Regions from separate parts of the Callithrix jacchus genome. Here region 1 is linked to region 2. The links are chromatin contacts, called in public Hi-C maps. All regions are on one chromosome and are shown on one strand. Each heading gives the region's core, a stretch centred on a gene start, on an enhancer-like site or on the middle of the called end of the contact. The rest is flanking DNA. Distances are from core to core; before and after follow the strand shown. Region 1 holds the start of LOC128929766. Region 2 has its middle 55 kb from the start of ALDH1L1.

What was found. A called contact is a pair of places that touch in the nucleus more often than the background predicts.
Region 1: a Hi-C map of skeletal muscle shows a contact between it and region 2, with 6 times the contacts expected there. The contact joins the promoter of LOC128929766 here to the enhancer-like site in region 2. A contact is called at or near these places in 2 of 3 Hi-C or Micro-C datasets (induced pluripotent stem cells and skeletal muscle).

What each region holds. Positions count from the first base shown.
Region 1 is chr15:76,980,201-76,983,172 of calJac240_pri, reverse strand. It overlaps LOC128929766, which reads left to right and starts at 1,571. Exons shown (of 4, transcript XM_078352409.1): 1 at 1,571-1,842; 2 at 2,628-2,730; 3 at 2,940-2,972. The coding sequence starts at 1,571. It overlaps KLF15 (KLF transcription factor 15), which reads right to left. Exons shown (of 3, transcript XM_035273943.3): 1 at 2,950-2,972.
Region 2 is chr15:77,061,420-77,064,778 of calJac240_pri, reverse strand. No RefSeq gene overlaps it. Among named protein-coding and RNA genes, the nearest start is that of ALDH1L1, 55 kb to the left of the region's middle. Within about 2 kb of position 1,273, at least 10 of the 16 cell types and tissues checked have an H3K27ac peak or open chromatin away from gene starts, as enhancers often do. A contact at or near this core is called in skeletal muscle, where this site is marked.

The sequences.
Region 1 (2,972 bases), core at 322-2,821, 82 kb after region 2:
AAGGTTGGGGAAGGGGAATGCTCTGCACCAAAGTCAGAGGTTCTCTGCTGCCCACCATCACCTCTACACCCAGCCCTTCTGTTTCCCAGACCCTTCAGGGCCTGGCACCGAGCACTGCCCAGTGGCCAATACCATAATCAGCTATGACCTTGGGCAAGTCCTTGCTCCACTTCCCAAACCTCAGTTCTGTTCCATGCTTCAAAGATCTCTAAGTCTCTTCCTGCTCAGGGACCCCAGGACCTTTGATCTTAGTTCCCAACTTACCCAGGAAGCTTCATGGAACTCCAGGAAACTAAGGCAAGGTCTGTGCCCCAGGCCAGTTTTGCTAGGAGGACATTTGGCTTTTTGGTTCAAAAACTCAGCTAAGGATTTAAACCTGGAATGTGTTTTAAAATGCACCTATTCACAAAATCAGGTGCTGGGAAGGAATGAAGGTGCCAGACACTGTGAAGGGCACAAGGCTGGGCAGAGCCCACACTCCACCCTGGGCCTCCCCCAATCCTTTCCCACCCTCTAAGCAGGGCTCCATTCCTGAGTCTGCAGCTGTCTTCCGGGTGACTTTGGGCAGGTGCACAGCCTTTCCACGCCTGTCTCAGTCTGTGAGATAGGGGTGCTTCTAACAATGCCTGGTTCCCCAGGTGTTGTGAGAACCCCATGAGCTGACGCTTGCTAAGCACCCCCCTCCGGGTCTGGCACACTGGCAGCACTCATCCAGTGCCAGCCAATGGTGTCAGCCTGCAGGTACTGCAAGTATGCTGTCTCCGCCCCTCTACTGTGATGTTAAGGAATACGGGGCCTTCAGCCCTCCTGGGACCCAGAGCAGGCCTTAGAGCCCTCCCCTAAAACACAATCACTAACTGGCCATCCCATGATATGAAGTAATTCCTGTTCATATTTTTAATTGTGATGATGGTATTGTGGTTAAAGGAGGCCTTACCTTTTAAAGACATAGATATAGGCAGATAAAGTGAACTAAAAAGTACAGTAGAAGGGCTAGAAGAAAACACCCTCCAATGGCTTCCCAAGGATGGGTGGCCCTATCTCCTGGCAGCACCTCAGTACTTGGCCCTCCTGACTCTTTACAGACCTCACCACAAACTGCCCCTCTCCTAGTCCAGGTGTGCTCACCTCACTTCAGCCTCAGCTGGGGGCCCTTGCCCTGGCTCTTCCCCCAGCACTGCAGGTACAAGCTGCTTAGTTAGATCTTGGCTCAGAATTCACCCCTGTGGGAGCCTCCTGGCCTCCCCGTTACATCACCCTATATTACACTCTTCCCTGCAGGTCCCACTGTGGAAAATTATCTTGGTTATGTGTTTGTGAACTTTGCTTCCTGTCTACCTTACCACCAGAATATCAGCTGTCTGGACTGTTCACTCCAAGGCTGTCTCCCAGAGTCTAAAACAGGGCCCAGCAGAATTTGCTGAATGAGTGAATGGAAGGTCCAAGGGGGTGGGGGTGGAGGCGGAGTCTAGGATTGGGTGGCCCAGGTCAGGCAACGGGGTCTTAATGCTGAGATGAGCATCTCAAGGGGGACGCACCCAGGCACTGGGAACCTAGAAAGTGCTCTGGGATGGCTCAGGGCACCGACATCAGCGAGGACACCCTAGGGCTGGAGCCGGCTCAACCCCTAAAACACAGCAGCACGTGGGGCGGCCAGAGGCGCAGACTGCATGCAGGGGGAGGGGACACGCTGTTCCGGGCACAGTCCCCGGCTGGCCGCCGGACTCCGCCCCCTCCCCTGGCCCGGCCAGGCCTGCTGTTTATCCTCCCGGGGACACAGCGGCTGCAGGAACAACATGTAATTGATAACAAGCCCAGCGCCGGCCAAGGGCTTGCCATTGGGTCAGCGTGCAAATCACGGGGGTGGTGGTGGGGGCCGCCCTTCAAAATAAGAGTCCCGGGTCCCTGCGCCACCCGCAGGCCCCAAAGTCGCAGAGTCCGGGCGTTCTCACACCTGTAGGACGGCAGGGTCTCCCCAGGGGCCACCTGGTCCTGGTGGACAGGGGAAGGGAGATTTGAGGTACCCAGACATTTGGAGATTTTGTCACCTCCTAGGGCCGTGGGAGAAAACAGCCCCTCTGTACCCTCCGTAAGACGGGGCGGGGGGAGGGGGGTTCCATGAGTAACACCACGGCGGGGAGGGAAGAGTGAACCGAACCACCATATGGAATGGGGACAGCCTCTCTGCCCCGCCGCGGCCATCCCTCGACCAAGCCATGGCTTTGGTAATGTTCGATCTGAGGGGACGGAGACTCAGCGTAGAGTGAGACGCGTGAACAGTGGCGGGTGTGCGTGAAGGGGTGTGAGTTCCTGTCGTGTGACTGCGTGTGCGGGGCGTGGTGCGCGGCGGCCGCTCTGGCTGTGCGGGAGGCTGTCCGCGAAGTGCTCGTGCGTGGAGCCTCCGTGGGTGTCCGCGCGTGTAGACAAACGTGCGTGGGAAATGAACAGCCGGCTCAGACCCCTCCTGGAGCTCTGGGCCGCTGCCCGCTGGGCACCATGCCCTCGTCCCGCGCCCCCCTTTGCCCCCACCACTGCTGCGGTGACCGACAGTAACCCCTCCCTCTCCAGCCCCTCCGCCCCCAACCCTGGACCGGCCGGCGCGTCCGCTCGCCCCCTCCTCTCATAAGGCCCCGCTGGTGCCCACCGTATGGGAGGGCAGGCCCGCAAGGCGCGCCACGGAACCGCCCGGCCAGGCACCGAGGCGGCGGCGCGGGCCTCAGCAAAGTGCTGGTGGGCAACAGGGGTGGGGGGGGTCACCTCCCCCGGGCTTGCCCGACCCCTACCCCCCTCCGCGGGAGACCACCCCGCTCCTCCGATATTCCTCTGGCACTCGCGCCGTGCTTCCGAGAGCTGCGCGGGCGCACGGCCACGCGCCCCGAGGCCCGCCAGTCCCCTGATCACCCGGGGCCGCGTCCACTCGGCCGGCCGGCCCCGCCGAGCCTCTCCCACCTGAACTTGGCACACGCCCGACC
Region 2 (3,359 bases), core at 24-2,523:
GCCTGGGGCATCTTGTTCCGGTCGACTCCAGCCCCTTCTGTCAATCCATTGTTTGACCTTGGCCAACCAGGTGCATCTTCTGGTCCTGGATGACTTCATCCCTACAATGGAGGTGATGACACCACATTCCCACAAGGAGATTGTGTTTGGAGATGGGCTTTGTAGACTGGAGCTTGCCATTCAGGGGTAGATTTGAGGAGCAGAAGAGAGGAGGGGAGGCAGCTGGGGAAGGGGCAGGATGTTGGTTTACACTTGTCTGGGTTCCACAAGGCCTGGGACAATGTTCTGCCACCATGCAAGGATGCCCTGTCTCCTCTCAAGCATGTTCCCAGGACACCCACTCTCTGGGAGACAGCAGCTTCAGCTTGTCTTTGCTTCCGCGTCTTGGTACCTTTGACCCCGACACCTATAGCCTACTTTTCCTGGTGCCTGACTGACATAGCTACCCCTCAGCAATTGAATGGGCAGAGCAGGCCACTGTGGATAGTGCTGCCAGGGGCTCATCCAGCAGCCTCGTCTCAACAGCAGTCACTGGCCCAACAGCCGTTCAGTGATTCCAAGGTCTGCCTACGCTTTGTTCTTATTATGAAAAGAACAAGGAGTGGCAAACAGAGAAATGAAGTTCCAACACTGGTGACAAGAAACGGAGCTTCCCTAAACCCATCTGAATGAGACCAACATGCCTCAGGGGCCGTAGGAAGTGTCTGGGGTCACTCACTGGGGCAGCGGGTGCATGTGCACCCCAGTGTGTGTGCACTCTGTGGTGAACCCCCAGTGTGAGCACATCCCCAGGACTGAAGCTTGAGAATGGCCCCAATGTGTCCCGGTGGCATCACTTGGCTCTCTCACCTTATTTTGCCAACTGAACCCCACAACCAGACATCAGATTAGGAAAGAAAAGGACGACCCTAAGATGCAAGTGAGCAGTGCCAGAGGAGTCATCAAGGACCGTGTCAGAGAACAGTGAAGTGGATTAGGGATTCTGCCCTGTTTCGCCTGAAGTCTGTCTGGCAGCCACACAGGGTCTCTTCAGGCCCGCGTTATGAACAGAAGTAGGAAACCGCTCACTTGGCTGCCAGAATTTGGAATGTGAGACGTTTCAAGCTGCATCCATTTCTGAAGGATCCGAGGTGTGTGCATGTCTTGATTTCAGCTGACCTTTCTCTCCAGACACTTCCTACTCTGCCTCCCTCCGCCTAAAACACCGGAACTCCCCGAGTTCTGAGTCCAGGAGTTAATCCACTCGGGTTGCTGACAGTCCCACCCAGCCATGCTCCCGGGCTGTCCCTTCCTGGACTCCGGACAGTGTGGGACACAAGCCACCTCCACTGGAGGCTCCCTGTTACAAACACTCCTAGAGCCTAACACAGAAGCTCTATGAGGCCCCAGAAAGACAAGCCCCGCCCAGAAAGGCGGGTAGCAGCAGTGAGGTGCAGTGCACCGGCTGGGCAGAAGGGGGCAGCTGGGCACCGTGCCAGGCATTGCTGCGTGGTGAGAAGGCAGGCCGAAGGTCAGATTCTCCAATTCTTCCAAAATGAAATGAAAATCTGTATTCTCTTATTATTTTATGTTAATAATATTTGTGAAAGGAAAATAAATCTTGGGACCCCCAAATCACTAAGCTAAAGGGAAAAGTCAGGCTGAGAACTTCTTAGGGCAATTCTGCCTCCCGTTCTGTTCAGTCACCCTTCTGCTCTTTGAGAAAGGTGAATATCTGACTGCCTCCTTTGGAAAGGCTAATCAGCAACTCAGAAGAAGGTAATCGTGTGTGTGTCACCTATCTGTGACCTGAAAGCGCCCTCCCCACCTCAGGTCTTCCTGCCTTTGCTTCAAGTTGTTCTGCTTTTCCAGACCTCTTACATGCACTTCTTACATATATTGATTGATATTTCATGTCTCCCTAAAATGTGTAAAACCAAACTGTGCTCTGATCATCTGAGGCTGTGTCACAGGCGTGTCCTTAACCTTGGCAAAATAAGTAAACTTTTTTTTTTTTTTTTTGAGACGGAGTCCTGCTCTGTTACTCAGGCTGGAGTGCAGTGGTGTGATCTAGGCTCGCTGCAACCTTCATCTCCCAGGTTCATGAGATTCTCCTGCCTCGGCCTCCTGAGTAGCTGGGACTACAGGCTTGTGCCACCACGCCCAGCTCATTTTGTGTTTTTAGTAGAGATGAGGTTTCACCATGTTGGCCAAAATGGTCTGGATCTCTTAACCTCATGATCTGCCAGCCTTGGCCTCCCAAAATGCTGGGATTACAGGTGTGAGCCACTGTGCCTGGCCAAGTAAACTTTTCTTTTCCGTATTCAGAGTTTTATTTTACAGTGTGTACACAAGAATAAAAATCTTCTTAGTGTGTAACAATCTCAGAATTCTAATGTTTTGCTGCTAAAAGCAAATAATATAGGAATTGTTTTTCTCAATGGATAAATATTTCCTTGCTTTGTTTTAATTATATAATATTTTCCTCCATTTTTGGCACTTGCTATTTCCTTATTTTGATTATTTTTTCTTTTTTTTTTCCTCTGTGAACACTATGGCAACTTGGGCACTTGTTACTTCTTGGTTGCAATCATCCAGAAGCAGCTAACAAAATGAACGAGTGGAAACACAACTTTTCCCTGGGCTTAGTTTACTAACGCTTCTTTTTGTTTGTTTGTTTGGTGGTCTTGATGGTATGATTTTGGATTGCCTAATATATAACGTGTTATGCTAGAAAAAACTTCTAACATATACATTGTTCTCATTTAAAAATTAATTAAAGAGAAAGGGAAAAGAGGCATTTTAATGCCCCAGGAATTGAAACTAACATTTTCTGTTTTGGCCGGACCCCTGTGTCCCTCCTGATTTGCTGGTATCATTTGCCAGGTGATAGCCAGGACATACGTGTCTGCTGGGTAAGCAGTAAAACTCTGGGGGCAAGATCGTTTTGAGAGGCTTATAATCTGACTGGGGGAGACAGATCTTGAAAATTTGGAAAGATATTTAATTTCTAATTTTCTTTTTTTTGAGATGAAGTCTTGCTCTGTTGCCCAGGCTGGAGTGCAGTGGTGACATCTCTGCTCACTGTGACTTCTGCCTCCCAGGTTCAAGCGATTCTCCTGCCTCAGCCTCCGGAGTAGCGGGAATTACAGGTTAATTTTTGTATCTCTAGTAAGGATGTGGTTTCACTATGTTAGTCAGGCTGGTCTCGAACACCTGACTAGCATGCTGCCTAGGAGTCTTCTTAGTCATTCTTTTCTTCTCCTTGGTAGTGTCTGTCTTCTGGCTTCAGCTCCCATGCGTCTTTGTGGATCCCTTTTACATTGTGAACACCGATTTCTTTTAAAACGAGCCAGGCATGGTGGCACACACCTGCAGTC